Linked DNA regions of Drosophila melanogaster: region 1 is linked to region 2. The links are chromatin contacts, called in public targeted proximity ligation maps. All regions are on one chromosome and are shown on one strand. The core of a region is the stretch at or near the end of the contact, and the rest is flanking DNA. Distances in the headings are between cores, read along the strand shown.

What was found.
Region 1: a contact with region 2 is called in a targeted proximity ligation map of the Kc167 cell line, with 5 times the contacts expected there. A contact is called at or near these places in 30 of 107 Hi-C or Micro-C datasets (the Clone 8 cell line, the Kc167 cell line, the ML-DmBG3-c2 cell line and 10 more) and 4 of 7 datasets of targeted methods (the Kc167 cell line and the S2 cell line).

Annotation. Positions count from the first base shown.
Region 1 is chr3L:9,613,028-9,617,252 of dm6, forward strand. It overlaps LanB2 (Laminin B2), which reads left to right and starts at 1,887. Exons shown (of 10, transcript NM_079282.2): 1 at 1,887-1,945; 2 at 4,027-4,225. The coding sequence starts at 4,220. It overlaps Tmc (Transmembrane channel-like), which reads left to right. Exons shown (of 19, transcript NM_001316433.1): 19 at 1-974. The coding sequence ends at 777.
Region 2 is chr3L:9,545,343-9,549,483 of dm6, forward strand. It overlaps CG42673, which reads left to right and starts at 1,878. Exons shown (of 10, transcript NM_001202149.2): 1 at 1,878-2,135.

The DNA of each region.
Region 1 (4,225 bases), core at 637-3,136, 68 kb after region 2:
CCAGAGGTGTTCAAGTTTGACGAGCGGAGTGTGGAAAGGAGTTCGGATGTACCGGCAACTCACGCCGCAGAGTACCTAAACAACGAGCCATCCGGCACTGAGGAGCAGGATAGGAGTCTGCCATCACCCACTCCCAGCCAGGGTCAGGGTCACCACCAGCGGCAATTGTCTGTGCTTTCCCGGCAGGGTCGCAAGAAGATCGGCAACCTGTTGGCCCTGGTTCGTGAAGCCGTCAATCTCAAAAAGGACGATGTGGAGCAGGCGGGCTCGGATGAGTCGCCGGGTCCCACAACGCCCACCTACTTGGCCTACACACCGCCACCACCACCATCAGTATTGTCCAGCGTGTCCAGTTCGACGGCCTTGGAAATGCCACCTACTCCGGAACCGGAATCTCCAACGCCCAGTGCACCACTGCACTTTGGCAGCAGCACATCGTCTCGTGCGCCTTCCAAGCCACCAAAGCCTCCAATGGTTCCCGCATCCGCCACTGCTCCAACGGCCACCATGGATGACCTGGAGGAACTGGACACAGCCGGTCCTATTACATTTCCCAGGCGCAGCGATTCCCATCGCCGTCGCACTATGAGACAGGATTCACAGAGCTCCATTTGGTCGGATAATATACCCACTATTACTATAAGCACCACCGGCAGCGATGAGTGCATTGTGGACGCAGCTGCTCCACAAAATGGGCTTCCCGACCCGCGGAGTGCTTCCCCGGAGCCCACGGTCAACATTATAAGGATTGACATTGAAAATGAGCATGAGAAATGATGTACCAAGCGAAGAAGTGCCTTGAACACCAGATTGTCTTCTTGAATAAACATATTAGCATTCTTCCTACTTCACTTACTATTTAGCTTGAATCTTGTTCTTCAGAATATAAAAAGAAACCTTTCGATCCTTACGAAATAATGATGTTTCATTCATTAGCTTATTTCCGTAATAAATAAAAATAAACCACTCTAAATTGCACTTAATTTATATGTGTATTTTTTTCACTTTTAATATTAATTGCTTGAAATCAAATTTATAATCCGTTCACGGGAAATTAAATGACGCGCCAAGTTCAGTATTGGAAAACACTATTGCAAGCAGTGGATGCAAGCAGTATGCCAGCAGTTCGAAAAGTGTCCACACTTTTGGGGCGCCACTAAGGTAAAATTTTAAGTTTAAGGAATTTGAACAGGAAAATTTAAATCTGGCTCAAAAAAAAAATAATTACAAATTTCGTACCATAAATATTATATACAGACGTTGATGTGAAATTTTTCTTTATTTCGAACTGAAAAAAACATGTGTAGATTACAATAAAAAATTTTAGTACTAGCTTAAATTGCTTATCCCAAATAAATAATAGTTGGCTAAATTTTTTAAAAATGATCACAAACTTAAATTTTTATGCTTCTTCAATGAAACCGAAAGTGCGGCGACGTTTGTGGTACATTAACCTCCTTATCAGCTGTGCCAGCGATAACCTGCTAACTCCAATAACTACAAAGTAAGCGGAAAGTAGAGCAGAGAGTCCAGCTCTCACAGCCTCCCCGCCCAGCCAAAAATCGAGGCAATTATGTAGAGAAGAATCTTTCGAGCAGACTGCTGTTTAAATATTTGCGCGCCCACATGAGCAATTAATGGAATTCGTACGAAAGAGCCAGGCAATTAAATCGCAACACACTTCCATAAGGAAGATCATCGCAACTGGAGAGCTTTGAATAGTCCAACTCCCGGCCGCAAGTACTCCAACCAGATCCGACTGCCCTCTCACAGTTTCAGATACAGATACAACACACAATCACAACATACAGATACAGATACTGAGCGCAGAGTACAGAGTTTCACTCAACGAGCGATGATCGTTGGGCTTCGCATTCATTCCTCGAGAGTCAGTTGAGCATTGGACGTCCTCGTTAACGGTTGCCTGCGTCTTCTGAGCGACGAAGTAAGTGGTGCTGGTGGAGCTGCTGCATCTGTTGGCACCGAATCCACATCCACATCCACTCGTGTCTCAAGTCTTCTCGGTCACCTAATATTTGTTTTTTCGTTGTTTCGACTTGTTGTTGCTGCCTTTTAACCAGCCAGTTAAGAAAATGCAAAGAAAAGCCCCCACCTAGATAAAAAAAAAATGAAACATAAAAAGTATCTCGCATGTGACGGAGTGTTTCCCGTGAGGTTCTTGCCTTCGAGGTGCCGATACAATTACACGTAAAACGAGGCAACACAATCCCAGTTCAAAACGCCAGTCAGCAGAAATGCAACTTGGCAGCGAAGTGTGCACTCAAGTTTGGAAAACTGCATTTAATATTAAAATGGAATACGGAATAATAATAGTAGAGAAATATATTTTGGAAAATCGCCGAATAGTGCCATGTGTTACTCGACGAACGGTCACAGCGGAAAATGTATCTACCATATAAATATAGCCGATAAATAAACGAAAATAACGCAGTTGCTGCGCCCTCTGTGCATCCGTGAGATACAAAACGGAGTTCGTAAAAGTATCTGAGAGGTTTTTGAGTGCTTTCCTCCGATTTCCCTCTACCTGCTGCTTTGTGCGTGAGAGTGTGAATGTGAGTGTGTGTGTGTTGTGCCGATGAAGCAGTGGATAAAAACAAACCAAGCAATAAAGATACAGGCCAAAAGGTGCAAACAAAAACGCAGTTCAGCCATATAAAAAACCACGACTTGGGCTATAGTCTTTATATAGAGTGTGATATCAGCTAGTTCGTAGCCCCAAATTCTTATCGCCAAAGGAACTCGTGTTCGTGTTCATAGGCGCGTATCTCGTCTCGGCTCAAGACCCAGTCTATATACAATACTCCCGTTATGTGCAGCATGCGATCTGAAATCTGAATGGAGCGGATGTTCATTCCGACCATATATAGAATGTGGTGTGTGTATGTGTGCGCGGGGTGTAAGTTCCAGTATCAGTATTATGTGATTGGATGGACTGAACTGAACTCTGCGCAAAGGGTTCATCTGAAAGTCGGCCGCCCTGACAACAGATTTCGTATAGTTTTCGAACCGTAAAGAGCCCAACGGCTGATAAGACAGACCATTCAACAAAAGCGGGAAATAAATGGGTGCCATTGATAAACATAGGACTTATGTGCAAACAATTAATATAACTCAACAAAATTTTGGCTGTGTACTGTTCGTGATTCGGTGTTTAAAAATAAAACGAATCTAACCCTGATTCGGTTTGTGATTTCGAGCAGACAATGCTTTTGGAATAGAACGAGCCGGCATTTCTAGGAACTTATATTCATATTCGGACTGGGATCCACGATATCGGTATCACTGAATGAAATACCAGAATGAAATACTTCTCTATAAGTTCCTTCAGCTGGATGATGTCTTGAATTCCGCATCTCACCCACGAGAACTGGTATTTTCCTGTATCCAAGGGAATCTTTGAGTTTGCTCTCATATTGCATTCGTTTTCAGAGGATGTGATATCATCTTGCCGCAAATACTGGGCAAATATTTGCTAATTAGTGCCTCTACTTAACTGAATTCATAGAAAAGACACACATGAATCTTAGAGCTTGGATCTGCAGAATCTCAATTAATCCAACCTTGCAACTAGTGCAGTGCTCATAAATACTAAGAACTAAAAACCTCATTACTAATTGTGGCGGTTGCAGCTCAAAGTTGAGAATGAGAATGAGTTGAGGAGTAGATGAAATCATCGCATAGAATTACTTCAAGTTACCGAATAGCAAAGATACGCATGGTGGGCAGTACAAGCACATATATATGTACTTCACTCGACTGGAGCTCATGCTCGAGCGTTTATTTATGTCTCTGCTTGTTGTTTAAAATTTTCATTTGCAGTTCTCGTTTTGTTTACCCGAAAAGCAAATGAACTCATTGCCGGCCTGGCCACTAAAGTTTATTTTTCAAGCGATTTGCTCGGCGAACTAATTAAAAATCGGCCCCGGAACATGGAGCAATATGTGGCACACATGTTCTGCGATTTGGTTATATCTAAACTGATTCATAATCTCGTGCATTTTCCAGCATATGAAGTCGCTCAGGCACACCAACAAGAATAGGATTTCGTAATGAATTGACGAGCGAGACACCAAAGTACAACCTCGAAGGAACAACCCACCAGCCCAGAGAGCCACACAGACTTTGGAATTTCTCCACTCGTCCTAGTGACACCCAAGCCCACCTGTAGCCCAACGAGCCACCCAAAACCGAACCCACCATGAAG
Region 2 (4,141 bases), core at 628-3,127:
ATTTATGCAGAAAATAATGAGCGTGCTTTTAGGCGCTGCTCGAATGGCAAAAGATGTGTGTGTGTGGATGTGCGTTGGGAAAAGTTATTAATTGATTTGGCTTTAAACTTGCTCACTCGATGGTTCATCCTTGAAAAGTTGGTCGAAAAGGTGGGCGGGAAAATGGAAAAGTTTTTTTTTTTTTTTGTATTCGTAACCACTTGAAACCCGAAGCCGTATCCTTGTTGATGGGATTGCCTAAGTAGGGTTGCTTAAGATTTTTCGACAATGTGTTAAGTGAAAATTGACACAGGCCACAGGGGGAAAACTTTCCATGATTGAACGGCTTTCGGGAAATGGCTTTAAAGGATCTGTGACTCGGGAGCATTTTAAAGTTTTGCCTGGCCGCAAAAGTTGGCCACGTTAAGCTGTGTGAAATTGTTCGCCGTTTTGCGGGCGCCATTTTCAGTTGTGCGCTTTTTTAATTAAAAAAGTAGTGAACTAGGGGGGGGGGAGGGGGTTAGGGTTTTGGTATCTGAATACAGCGACAGCCATTTGAACTTGTTCCTCGCCTGTTTTAATTTCCAATCTCTATTCCTGTGCCACTGTTGCAGAAACTCTGGACAAAAAAGTAATTAAAATACTGCAAATATTTGCCCAGTTCGAATGCATTCTCTTTGCATCTCGGCCAAGTCGCGCTCGAATCCTTGACCGCATTCCGTATCCTGGCACATCCTGGCATCTAATGCGGCTAAATGGCAAAAGTATGGAGGCATCCGTATCCTTGCTTCATCTGTCTGCGTTCCGTGTTCGTTTGCCTGACAACCGGGCCGCATCCTTTTCGAGTTTGCCCTTGTTTGTCATCCTTTCTGCGGTCTTCTCAGCTTTGGCCCTTCATATGATTGCGGCTTCATGCTTTTGCATATTTTCCCATGAATACAATTTCTGCACCCACACGAACACAACCGCACGCACAGGATACGCTGGAAAAGGACGAATTATGCGTGAATACTGGCAGATATGCCAACTGAGTTGTCAACAAGCTCGAGTTGTGGCTGCCTCCAAAACCACCGATATATTAGGTTACTTTCGGTATGCCGTGAATTTAGTTGTCTACCTTGATTCGGGACAATTTAGAGGGTCCCCGGTGGACTTTGCTGATAAACGTCTGTGCTAAGAATGGCAATTTGTTAGGATATTCTAGTTGGAAAGGGTTAGTATAGGTATTTTTTGGCTTTCAAGATTCATGCTTTAATAAAAATAAACGTAAGAATAACATAACGTAACATAAATTTGATTTCAGCGTAAAGAACTTAACGTAGAAAAAAGGAAGTAAAGAACTATTTGCCTACAAGGGATAACAGCAGGTGTTTCATTTCCTACTGGGAACTACTGTTTTGTTAGTTTAGTTTGCTTGCTTTAATATCTTTTTTCAATAATGCAATTACAATTTAAATTTTAAATAGTTGGTGTTTCAATTTTAAATCCTTTTCCCATGTTTGCCCAACCAGACTCCTCAATAAAAGCCCTTGTTTGACAATGTTTGACCATGTTTACCCTGTGGCTGTCTTCACATCTTCACAAGGCGACTGGAAGAGAGCCACAGACTCTGGCCGCACAAAAACCAAAACAGAGAAACTTGGCCAAAACGCTGGGCCATGCTTCCCCGCGCACTCCACCAGCCCCTTTGGCCAACTCTGTGGAAAATCATCAGCGAGCACGTGTATTTGAGACGATTTGATTGGCCAACGGCTTTCGCTTTTCGTTACCGCAGAGAGCGAGCATTGCCGAGCGCAAACTAAGAGCGTTGGCTAAGAGAGCGACGAAAACTGGTTTGCCCGAAAAGCACCCTGTATACGCCAGAGTGCTTTTCTGCTAAACGAAACGGCCGAACTGCCGCAGTTGTTGTTCGGCGTTCTTTGTGGTCAGACACCAGCGTATACGTATACGCAACGTCATCGTTTTTGTCTGACGTCGCTTCGAAAAGCGTGAAAAGTTCTGAAGTTTTGAATACCGGTTGTATTCTAAATCTAAATCTAAAAGTAACGGTCGCATATCGGTTTCGTCGTTGCACACGCACGTAATTCGAGTCAATCTCCGTTAATATTTAAAATTCAAAAACATACATAGCCCACCCCCATCCATAAATACATAAGGTACTAAGCTATTGGTATTCTTATATCCATATTTATCGTGCGCTGCATTCTCGAAAACGGGTTTTACGGCATTCCCAATTCAATTCTGCACTGGCATTTTTTATGTTCGTGACGAAAGTGAAGTTCTACCCGATCATAATCTAAGCATTTCCGTTTCGAAAGCAAGCAAGCAAAGAATAAACGGTGATTTGCAAAAAAAAAAATGGCATAAACAGTGTAAAGCAGCAGACTGGCAAAAAAGTTATTTAATATTCATTCCCGTGGTAGGACAAAAATCTTCCACAAACAAACATAGCAACAAGTCGGCGCCAACTCTCGCACTAAAAAAAATAGAAAGAAAAAACCAAACTCAAACAACGCTGTGTTTATTAACATTCAGCTGAGAGCTTTGGATAGGTAGAAAAGCCTCGTCTTCCGAGAATTGGCAGTTAATTTTCGAAATCACCAAGCGGGATTAAGAAAAAATATAAAAGAACCGAAGACGAGCCGAGACCTGTTAAATACCCGTAGGTGTTCACTGTGCGCTTGTGTGTATGCGTGTGGTATCTGTGAAACTAAATACTCGAATAAACAAGAAAAAACTTATAGCGGTGAGTCCTCACTTTCCGATGACATTCGAGAACTATTCGAACCACCCACGCCGCCAAAGAAATGGAAAGTTTTTCGCTTAGACTCTGAAAAAAAAACTAGTGAAGATGAGAATTTTTCGCAGGTCGCAGCTAAAAAACTGATTACGCGACGCTTTGCGTTCTAGATACATTTTGGGCTGCAGTGCAGATCTGGCGAGATATTAGTTGAATGTGTGCCAAAATGAAACGCGGAATACGGCCACCAGCGTGTTTATTATTTTTATAATTTATTGCCCAACAATAACAGCAATACATATGCATATAAATTATATACATTTGTTTTTTTTTCGGTACGAAAACTGTTTGATTGCCGCTTACAACGCAGCATTCTGATTCTGGTGAAATGCATCTGCAAGATACACACGAATGCAGACTGACACGGAAACCGGCGAGGCAAACGCATAATAAACGATAAATTTCAGGGCAATGACAAAATTGCTGATAACTGACCCACCAACATTTCGATTGTCTGCTCTCCCCACTCTTTGTTTGATCATTAATATCTTTTAGTTTGAAATATGCTTACTATGGCAAAGTTCGGTTTCAAGGTTAGTCCAAGTCTTTAGAGCTATATTTTATGGTATCTTGGGGCTTAAAACGCTTAGCTAATGATCCCCAAAGTGAATGAATTTCCCGAAAAAAGTATAAATTCAATTCTAGCCCCTCGCCATTCCCAGTTGATTTGGCAATCGTTGTTTTGCCCAACAGATTTATGTTTGATTTTTTTTTTTGGTTTGGACCAAAATGATTTTGTTGAGGTGCGTTGCGGAAGGGGATGGGGTTGGCTGAGTGGCCGCCTGCTGCTATTTATAGGCGCTCAACAAACATACACACACACACACACACGCACACACACACGTCCATTCGCTCTTCGAACAAAATGTATCTTATAGATACACAGGCAAAAAGTTTTGCATCGCCCAGCCGACTTCTCTGCTTCTTCCCCAGATGTCTGGCATGTCTGCCTCATAAATATATGTATGTGGCCAAAACGACAATGGCGAGACACACCGAACAGAACAATCCAGTCGGCAGATCGGGATCTTCTGGCCATCTACCGAGTTTCTAAGGCGAAGCAAGTTGCCTTTTTTTTTCTACCCCGTCTCCGGCAGGCAGTTAGTTTCTGTGAAATCGAAAACAAGATTGATGCCTTCGCAGCCGGGACTTTCTTGGCCAAAACGGAGACAACGCAGCTGGCTTTTGTTAGGCATCGGTATCTGTTTAATTGCCGTTGTTCATATGTTTATTAAAGAAAATAACAAACAGTGAGCTACCAGCACGGGAACTTGGCAATTTTTGCTTTCAAGTTTTCCCGAAAAAAATACTCAAAATACCAATCAGTCCGCGACCAGTTTCGTTTTTTCTTGCATAATCGCT